Linked DNA regions of Sus scrofa: region 2 is linked to region 1. Evidence: chromatin contacts called from public HiChIP or PLAC-seq data. All regions are on one chromosome and are shown on one strand. The core of a region is the stretch at or near the end of the contact, and the rest is flanking DNA. Distances in the headings are between cores, read along the strand shown. Region 1 has its middle 15 kb from the start of LRRFIP2. Region 2 has its middle 14 kb from the start of TRANK1.

The links. HiChIP or PLAC-seq counts read pairs in DNA pulled down with a chosen protein or histone mark.
Region 2: a contact with region 1 is called in an H3K27ac HiChIP or PLAC-seq map of alveolar macrophages. The contact joins two enhancer-like sites. A contact is called at or near these places in 4 of 47 Hi-C or Micro-C datasets (embryonic fibroblasts, liver, mesenteric adipose tissue and 1 more) and 1 of 2 datasets of contacts at active chromatin or transcription factors (alveolar macrophages).

What each region holds. Positions count from the first base shown.
Region 1 is chr13:21,648,880-21,654,045 of Sscrofa11.1, forward strand. It overlaps LOC100737115. Among named protein-coding and RNA genes, the nearest start is that of LRRFIP2, 15 kb to the right of the region's middle. Within about 2 kb of position 1,757, at least 18 of the 83 cell types and tissues checked have an H3K27ac peak or open chromatin away from gene starts, as enhancers often do. A contact at or near this core is called in alveolar macrophages, where this site is marked.
Region 2 is chr13:21,897,048-21,902,559 of Sscrofa11.1, forward strand. No RefSeq gene overlaps it. Among named protein-coding and RNA genes, the nearest start is that of TRANK1, 14 kb to the right of the region's middle. Within about 2 kb of position 2,579, at least 57 of the 83 cell types and tissues checked have an H3K27ac peak or open chromatin away from gene starts, as enhancers often do. A contact at or near this core is called in alveolar macrophages, where this site is marked.

The sequences.
Region 1 (5,166 bases), core at 507-3,006:
AATAAGCTATTCTCGTCAGCTCACATCCTATATTTTCCAGGATACCTCTTGTACAAGGCAGAGTTCTCAGGTTGCCAGCAACAGGACTGACCCTAAAGACACCTTATTGGAATGAAAAGGAAAGGTCCCAGAATTTACAGAATCTGACCCAAAATAGGCCCCAGGAAGAGGAAGAGTTAGGGTGCCTGAGGAGTCTAGATAGCAGGAGTTAATGGGCAGTTCCTTCAAGGGAGGACAGATTTTCTCCCCGTCTGTTCCTGTGCTCAAGGTCCAAATTCTTGGAGGAAAGAGTGTGGGTAGCCTGGTTTGGGTCACTTGGTCACGCATACTCCTTGGCCACAGCACTTTAATGGACATCCTCTCCCAGACTCTCTACCATGGGTTGGGACAGTTTCCCACAGGTAATCAAGGTGCTCCATCAAAAAGGAGGAGAAGGGGGATGGAGAGCAGACTAGACACTAGACCACAGCACACACACCCTGGCCCCTCCCTTCCTTCTGACCTTAGACCAATATTGCTGTCTTGCTCCACAGTGGCCTCTCACCCATTAGCCATGCCTCAGGTGGTTATTTAAATTGTGTGCTGTAGAATCATGGTCATAGCCATCACTGGGCCTTACATTGTGGCTGTCGCCCTCCTGAGGGGGAAATTTCCTCTCTTAATCCTCTTGTTTCTTCCTCAGGACTATGTTTGCATATAGGGCACTGAGCATAATCTTCTTTAATGGTTTTGAGGTTGTGGTCACAGATTCAAGTGTACACAGAAAGAGGCCAGGCAGGAAATGTCGATGGTGACAGACAGTAGGGAGTGTTGGGGACCTGAGGTACACTGGACAGCTGAGCCCTGTGTAGCCAAAATCAGACTTTTGCTTTTTTTTTTTTTTTTTTTTTAAGGCTGCACCTGTGGAAGTTCACAGGCTATGGTCGAAGTGGAGCTACAGCTGCTGGTCTATGCCACAGCCATGGCAACACAGGATTTAAACCACATGTATGACCTAGGCTTCAGCTTAAGGCAACACCAGATCCTTAACCCACTGAGCGAGGCCAGGGATTGAACCTACATCCTCATAGACACTATGTTGAGTTCTTAACCCACTGAGCCACTATGGGAACCCCCCAAAATCAGACTTTTAAAAAGAACAGTGGGAGTCTTCTTGTGGTTCAGTGGATTAAGGATCCAGTGTTGTCACTGCAGTGGCTTCGGTCACTGCTGTGTTGCAGGTTTGATCCCTGGCACAGGAACCTCCACATGCTTTGAGTACAGCAAAAAAAAAAAAAAAAAAAAAAAAAAGACTGTGTGGACCAAACAAACCTCATGTGAGAGCTTTAAGACCAGAGGACCATCAGTCTACGGAACGAACCAATCACTAGGAACAAGCCAGAAATGATGTGTCAACTTTTCACCCTTCACCCTGCAGCGTGGCTCCCCTCAGACCATGTGACGTTCTGCTTAAGTGAAGGAAGGGGAGCGGAGGAGACCCCCACTGGGAAACAGACTGTAAGTTAATATCTTAAAATATTTTCCAGCTCTTTCCACATTTGGCTAGGATAGACCCTTGTCTTGGGCTCAACTACATAAAATGGCTATAGAGGCACAATGCCTGGCTCAGACAAAAGCTGCTTTGACCATTGAGAGAGGAGAGTCTGGATCAGAAGGATCAATTTTGTGATGAATCAGTGAATGATGCTGAGTGGAACTAATCAGGCTTGCATTGTGTCACCCTTTCATGGCTGAGTGATTTGAAACCTGGCCACTCTCCAGAGATTTCTTCATGGCCTCTGTTGGCTTTCTGAGCATGTGTACAAACACACCACATACATATGCACACATAGGGAGGACAAGAGAATGTGGAAAAGTGCACTTGAGGGATAAGAAGCCTCAGAGAGATGCTAGAGGCATCCTGGACAGGACTAGAAACAAAGAGAAATGCAAGACGATGACGACCAGTGGAAGGAATTTAGCTCGATCTGCCTCTCGGGAGTCAAGGAGGTCTCAGGGAAACAGAGCCCCGGGTAACAAATTAACTCCTCAGCAAGGCAAATTCCTGGAGGATTAAAGGATAGGGAGCATTCCTAGCAGCACTTCTAGTGACTGAAGCCATGGGAATAGGAAGGGTAATCAATTAATTTTCCTCTCGGGAGTCTCACTGACATTGTTCCTCAAAGCATTGGGTGGATCTCCAAAGCCATGTTAAGTCAGGCCTGGATTCCCCATCCTATTAGTTAAGGTTATGTTGGTTTCAGGGAAGAGAAATGGACTTTGGCTGACTTGAACAAAAAAGGGGATTACTGGAAAGCCCCTGGAGCTTTTATGAAATCAGAGGGAGGCTGAACCCCATCTCAGGGAGGGAAGACACTGAGCTCCAGCGCTTGGTGGTTGTGACATTGATGTGACTGTTTGAGTGTGTCTGGGCTTTCGGCTCTTTAAGGAAAGTGGGTCTTATGGGCCCTGTGACTTACCTCAGGTTCCGTAGAAGCAGAGGGATACTGGTGCAAATGATTCACTGGGGAGTGCTCAGGAGAAACTTAATAGGCAGGGACATAGGATGGAGCAGGATCTAGAGCTGCAAGTCTAGCCTCAGCCTGATCCCACTGTGGAATCTAAAGAATGCAGGGCACTACAGCTATCCCACCTGACACAAGGGAGCCTGCCTTTTGGACCCCCATATCCATCAGTTATGGACAGTGGCTTGCCTTATGTGGGGGTGGGGCATAATTTCTCAAGCGTTCTGGGAAAAGGCTATTCAAGAGCAGGGGCAGCTGTGAGCTGTTAGCAGCCAGCACTCACAGCAGCTGGTGGAGGTGCACTGCCCAGGCAAGGGGGTCTGGGCAGAGCCCCAAGTGAACCCATGTGCCTGGCATGAGTGAGGTGTCCACCCAAGGGCAATCAATCACTTGAGAGAGAGAAGAGGTGGAACTTTGAGATCTTGGCATGCAGGGGCTGCTTCCAGAGGAAAGCAAACAGAAGGGTGAAGGACAGCTCTGCCAAAGGGTGTCCATTTAAATCATTTCCACTGAGAGTGCCCTTCTGGCCAGTAATTTTTTACAATATTATTTTTCATATTTTTTCCATGGTGGTTTATCATAGGATATTGAATATTGTTGCTTGTGCTATACAGTAGGACTTCATTGTTTATCTATTCAATATATAATAGTTTACATCTGCTAATCCCAAATTCCCATTTAGTCCTCATCCCTCCCTCATGGCAACCACAGGTCTATTCTCTATATTTTTTGTGAGTCTGTTTCTCTTTCATAGATAAGTTGTGTCCTTTTTTTTTTTTTTTTTTTTTTTTCTTTTTTGGCTGCCCTGGGCCAGGGATCAGATCCAAGTTGCAGTTTCGACCTAAGCTACAGCTGCAGCAATGTTGGATCTTTAACCCACCGTGCCAGGCAGGGGATTGAACCTGTGTCCCAGCGTTCCCAAGACACCACTGATCCTGTTGCACCACAGCAGGAACTCCATCTGTGTCCTATTTTAGATTCCACGTATAAGTGATAAATGGCATTTGTCTTTCTCTTTCTGACTGATTTTGCTTAGTATGAGAATCCTAGGTCCATGCATGTGGCAGCAAATAGATCCTTTTTTATCTGGCTGGTAAATGATATTACTTACCTAACCTCTGTGTGTGTGTGTTTGAATTTGTGACCCCAGATCTAAACCCCTTAATGAAGATTTAGGTGTCTAGGTATTACCCAGAAGTGGACTCTATAGGTATTAGGTATGAATGTGTTCTGCTTTAGTAGACATTGCCAAAGAGCTCCCCAGAATTTTTTTTTCCTTTTTATTAGCGAGGTTACCCACTCCTTTTCAGGTCTCAAACTTTGTGTGTGTGTGTCTGTCTGTCTGCCTGTGTATATACTCTTTTACTTCTTTTTACAGTTGCACCTGCAGTATATGGAAGTTCCCAGGCTAGGGGTCAAAATGGAGCTGCAGCTGAGGCCATAGCAACAGCAAATCTGAGTCACATGTGTGACGTATGCCACAGCTTGCGACATCACCATATCCTTGACCCACTAAGTGAGGCCAGGGATCAAACTCACATCCTCACAGAGGCAACGTCCGGTACTTAACCCACTGAGCCACAACAGGAACTCCTGGTTATGTATTTGATACTGCTTTTAATGACATATGAAAGTTGTAGTTGCCCACATCCTTACCTGCACTTGATATTGTCTTTTTCATTTTAGCTTTTCTAGTAGTCATATAATGTTCTCTCATAGTGGTTTTATTTATTTTTTTAATTTTATTTTATTTTTTGTCTTTTTTTTAGGGCCCCACCCACGGCATATGGAGGTTCCCAGACTAGGGGTCGAATAGGAGCTATAGCTGCCAGCCTACACCGCAGTCATAGCCATGCCAGATCCAAGCTGTGTCTGTGACCTATACCACAGCTCATGGCAATACCGGATCCTTAACCCACTGAGCGAGGCCAAGGATCAAACCTGGGTCCTCATGGATGCTAGTCAGATTCTTTTCTGCGGAGCCACGATGGGAATTCCTCTCATAGCGGTTTTAATTTGTGTCTCTCTGATGACTAATGAAGTCAAGCACTGTTTCATATGTCTGTTTCTTATTGACTTATGGGGGCTCTTTATATATTATGTCTATGGCTCTTTATATATTATGTTTATATATTATGTCTATTAGTCCTTTGTCAGATTTACATCTAACAAATCATATACAGCACCTGGTTATTTACAGTCATAATGACGCCTTATAGTTGAGTAGCATTTGATAGTTCCCAAAATTATATTTCCATATACTATCTCTTAAGATCCTCACAACAACCCTGGAGGTAGAGAGACAAGGTATTATTATCCTAATTTAAAGAAGGGCAACCTGCCCAGGATTACACAAGAGACAAAGGAGTGGGAGGAGTGCCTTGGTCACATCACCAAATCATGGTCAGAGTTGTTTCCTTGTAATAGAATGATACAATCATGCAGTTCAGGAACTGGGCAATGAGTAAACCCTGCTTTACCAGCTGACAAACACACAGTATCTCACCGTAGGGCTAACTCTTGTTAGTCAATGCAGGCCCCACATGAATAGGTCAGTTGGGAAACCCAGACCTCCCCTTCTCTCCTCCTGGCTCCACCCCCCTCCCTGACACCTAGGAATCACCATGATTATGACCAGGGCTGATTACTCTGGAAGGTGCCA
Region 2 (5,512 bases), core at 1,329-3,828, 250 kb after region 1:
TGATAATACAAGCTGAAATCAATAAATAGTTAGTTGTTATGACATATTATTACATGTTCTCCTATGTTTACAATGTCACTATTCTCCACACCTCAAAGGACAATGTTCCTAGCAAATTGTCAAATGGATTCTCTCTCTCTCTTTTTTTTTTAGGGTCGCATCTGTGCCACATGGAAGTTCCCAGAGTAGGCCGAATCAGAGGTGCAGCTGTTGGCCTACACCAGAGCCACAGCAGTGCAGGAGCTGAGCCACATCCGAGAACTATGCCACAGCTTGTGGCAACACTGGACCCTTAACCCGCTGAGTGAGGCCAGGGATCAAACCCACATCCTCATGGACACTAGTGGGGTTCTTAACCACTAAGCCACAATGGGAACCCCATATTCCCTTTTCTTAAACTACCACATTTGCTTAAATTTTTATCACATACTAGTTTACTTCAAATTTGGATCATAACTTCCTTGTCTTCTTGGAATTTTTTTTTGACCCACACTTGTGGCACATGGAAATTCTGGGGCCAGTGATTGAACCCACACCACAGTAGCAACTAGAGCTGCTACAAGGATAATGCTTCATTTTTTAACCAGCAAACCACCAGGGAACTCCTTGTCTTGGAATTTTTTTTTTTATTGTTCTCTCTCACGTATAATTGGGAGAAGTAAAAGCCTTTTCATTATGGTACTGATAATTTCTTTTCTCATCTAAAATAGCTCAGTGTCTATTCTATAATTCTTCATAAAAACATATTTTTGGACCTTCTGTTTTAATTTGGACAAAGTCATTTTACACCAGTAAATATCCAGAAAACTTATCTACTGTTTATCCTTTCTAAAGAAGATAACTGAAAATGTTGGTCAGGAAACCAAGTGTGAGGAGTGTGTAGAAAACGAGGATCGATAGGGTTAACCTTGTTAATCTAATGAAACGGACTTCAAGGATGATAGTTTGCAGCTAGTTTTAAAAGAAATTTGTCCAAATTAAAACATAATTTCCACATGCCACAAGCATGGGTCAAAAAAAAAAAAAAAATTCCAAAAAGACATCATTCCAAACAGAAACTCTCTACCGATTAAACAAAAATTGCCCATCCCACTTTCCCCTCAACCCCTAGTAACCACTATTCTACTTTGCCCTTTTGAGTTTGAGCGTTCTAGGTACCTCACACCAGGGGAATCTCACACAAACTTTGTCCTTTGGTGCCTGGCTTATTCCACTTGTTTTTAGAACTTTAAACAAACTTACTATGAGACATCATCTTCATACAAATGCACTGAACAGATTTTTTTAATTTTTAATATATTTTAATTTATTTTTTGCTTTTTAGGGCCACACCCAAGGCATATGGAGGTTTCCAGGCTAGGGGTCCGATAGGAGCTACAGCTGCTGGCCTACGCCACCGCCAGAGCCACAGCAACGCAGGTTCAGAGCCAAGACTGCGACCTACACCACAGCTCACAGCAATGCCAGATCCTCAACCCACTGAACGAGGCTAAGGATTGAAGCGCAACCTCATGGTTCCTAGTCAGATTCGTTTCCACTACGCCATGACAGGAACTCCCAGAGTTTGTTTTGTTGTTGTTTTTTAACATCTTCAGAGCGTAAGGCCCTGTGGAGAAGCAAAAATGAATAAACCTCTGCCCCTAAAGCATATACAGACTACTTAGGAGAAAAACAGGAGACAAGGCAGCCTCAGAAAGGGAGTGACTGATTGCGAGATGAGTGGTGTGGTCTTACTTTTGCTTGACTTCAGCTGCTGTAAGGAGAAATCTGTGTATATGTAAATACCACTTAAGTTGCAGTGGTTTTCTCTCGGTGGCGGTAAAAGCCACTCAGGTGTAGCTGCGCGCTCAGGCCTCACGGTGGCGCATCCACGAACCTGCAAGGGCGCTTCTACCACCAGTGGAAGGAAAAAAAAAAACCCTTCCCTGGGGCGGTGGCCGTCATCAGGGGGTTGGAAGCACTTCCTGAACATGCCACGACGTCGGGTCACCTCTACACTGCCCTCCCCCCACGGTCCTCCTGTAAGAGCCCTCCATTTCAGTCACTGCCTTTCACTTGCTTCCCTGCCATCCTCACCATCTGAGCCCACCAGGTCTTTCTGTCCTTTCAGCCTTCATTTTCATTTCGTTCTTCTTTTGCTCCTCCCCCTGCCCCAGGAGAATCTGTTTCCCAGTTCAAATGCAAATTCTTTGGCAAAATCCGGCTGAGCAGTTTCCCCCCCAGCCCCACCCCACTCCTAAACTCTTAAAATGATACACTCATTGTCACAAATACCACCTTGGAACTATATCCAGCAGCTTCCTGACATGGGTCTCCTTACTGATATGTGTTGTTTACTCCTTCATTACATAAGCACTGTGTCAGCTAAGTGCCAAGGAGCTGGGAGCACAGAACTAACAAGATAGAATCCTAGATTTCAAGACGTGTGCTGTCTAGGGGTAGATGGCAGGTAAACTTATAAAACAGTGTGATAAGGGCTGTAACAGAGAATAAGGAGCAATGAGCAGGAAGTGGTAAACACCGGGAGGCTGGTCTGGGTGCGTGGTCAGCCCAGGCTTTCAAGGGAGGTGAGGGTGGAGATGAGTCATCCAGAGACTTTTGGAGTTTACCAGATGGAAGAGGGTGGTAAGGGCATATCAGGCTGCAAAAATAGCCTGTGAAAACAACGTATTTCCTCATACTATCTGGAGTTCAGTGAGGTCAGGGCAAACCACGTGTCAGGGCGCTCCCTGCTTGCTTCAGCTAGCTAAGTGGATTTGGCATAGGTTTGTTTTTTTTGTTTTTTTGGTTTTTTTTGCTATTTCTTTGGGCCGCTCCCGTGGCATATGGAGGTTCCCAGGCTAGGGGTCTAGTCAGAGCTGCAGCTGCCAGCCTACACCAGAGCCACAGCAATGGGGGATCCTAGCCGCGTCTGCGACCTACACCACAGCTCAGGGCAACGCCAGATCGTTAACCCACTGAGCAAGGGCAGGGATCAAACCCTCAACCTCATGGTTCCTAGTCGGATTCGTTAACGACTGCGCCACGACAGGAACTCCTGGCATAGGTATTTAATTTTATAAGTGATAATAAATGTGGCTGACCTATCTGGCCTCTCTGTGCCTGGGTTTTATTTGGTGGGCACTATAGGAAAAAAAGAAAATTTTATTTTTTAAAATTAAAGTATAGTTGATTTACAATGTTGTGCTGTGCTAAAATTTTGAATTAGGTAGGTAGGAACTGTCAACTGAAAAAAGTGCACAACCTAAAAATTGAGAATTATGTTCTATTTGGTGGACAAAATTAAGAACTGATGCCCAGAGTCTCTCAGAGCACTCTAAGGGACTGCTCCAAAGACGTATGGGAGGAACCAGGATATATAGGAGCTTTTGCAACAAAGACCACATCAGAACATCAAAAAAATTACTGTTAATGAAAGAAAACCAGATATCTCAAGTCAAGTAATTTATTAGCACTTTTCTATGTACGGGAAGATGCAAGAGTCCAAGCTCACTGAAATCATTCCTGTGATATGTACTTCAGCTATCTGGGACCAGTATCCTGGGCTTTCTCATCCCGAGTCTCCTCAGGGTGCACTGCTCTGGGTGGCTGTAATGTGATGGCTTGATGGCTGCAACATCGTTTGTTTACTGCCAGAACAAGCAAAATTTTTTCATCAATATAAATTTATAAAATAAAATCAAGGTTCCTGCTCTCTATCAAAAAAAAAAAAATATATATATATATATATATATATATATCAGGAGTTCCCATCGTGGCTCAATGGTTAACGAATCCGACTAGGAACCATGAGGTTGTGGGTTTGATCTCTGGCCTTGCTCATATGGGTTAAGGATCCTGCGTTGCCATGAACTGTGGTGTAGGTCGAAGATGTGGCTTGGATCCCGAGTTGCTGTGGCTCTGGCATAGGACGGCAGCTACAGCTCCAATTAGACCCCTAGCCTGGGAATTTCCCTATGCTGCGGGTGCGGCCCTAAAAAGACAAAAATAAATAAATAAAAAATAAAATAAATTAAAAAAAAATTTTAAAAATCAAAAGAATGACATCTAGCCCACCTTCTCCACAGCAACAATTAGCTGGAGCCACTTTAGAAGGAGCCTGGCTGTCCCTGTTTACTGCAGGCCTTATGTCTCCCTGGTACTGACACCTAGCCAGAAATGTCAAGTTGTGCTATTTGCCTGATCCCTTGCTGAATTTGTGACCTCTGCTTTGACATGTCACTCTAGCTACAGGTGTGGGCTAGGATTCTTAAGAAGCCTATGCTGATCCCCCTCTGGGAGAGGTGAGGAAGAGGAGAGAAGGAGAGGGAGCAGGAGGTGACCCAGCCACTGACACTGATGGTTCTGCTGCTGCAGAAACATAGGTCAGAGCAAAGGAAGGAGAAATGAGGCAGCAGACCAATCCTGGGGCCAGGAATTGCACAAGGAACTGAGAAAGAGGTAAACAAACATGCACTCCTGGTCTGTGAGGGGGAGTGATGGGTCCACACCTGCCTGTTGCATAGTACAAATGGAGAGCTCTTTCTCTTCCTACTCCCATCTGTCCTATAGCAGAAGGAGCATGTGTGTGTGGATACACCAGCCCACAAATCAAATTCTGTCCACAGCTTCCCATGGCCCTGTCAAAAACCCACGCCTGGCCACTGTGCCACACTGGAAGCTTGGTCTCCTCTCAGGACAGACGCAAGAACCACGCTTGGCCAGACCTTAGAGACAGGTTCAGAACCATTCAGTGTGATGGTAAACAGGACTGTTTCCTTAATTCCCCTTTCTGATCTTCCATTGTGAGTGTATAGAAATGCAACAGGTTTCTGTATATTAATTTTGTATTCTGCAACTGTACTGAGTTCTAGAAGTTTTCCGGTAATATCTTTAGGATTTTTTATGTATAGTAAGTATCATGTCATCTGCAAACAGTGATGGTTTTATTTCCTCTTTTCCAATTTTGATTCCCTTTATTTCCTTCTCTGATTGTCACGGCTAGGATTTCCAAAACTATGTTGAATAAAAGTGGTGAGGGTGGACATCTCTGTCTTGTTCTTGATCATAGGAGAAATTTTTTCAGCTTTTCACCACTGAGTATGATGGTAGCTGCAGGTTTGTCATATGTACGGCCTTTATTATGTTGAGGTAGGTTCCTTCTATGCCCACTTTTTGGAGAGTTTTTTTTTAATCATAAATAAGCATTGAATTTGTCAAAAGCTTTTTCTACATCTATTGAGATGATCATATGGTTTTTATTTTTCGATTTGTTAATGTGTATCACACTGATTGACTTGTGGATACTGAAAAATCCTTCCATCAGTCATTTGAGCAGAGAATTTGGGGCCAAATCATGGGCTAGAAGGAAGGTGTGGGCCCTGGAGGGGCACATTTGGGCCAGTGGACTCCTCACCCCCTGGAAAGGGGCATGGTCAGAGGAGAGCTTTCTAAAGCTCCTGGCTAGGCTGAAGCCTCAAGAACAGAGATGTGCTTTGGGTACTTGAGGTACTGGGGTCTGTACTCATTTGCT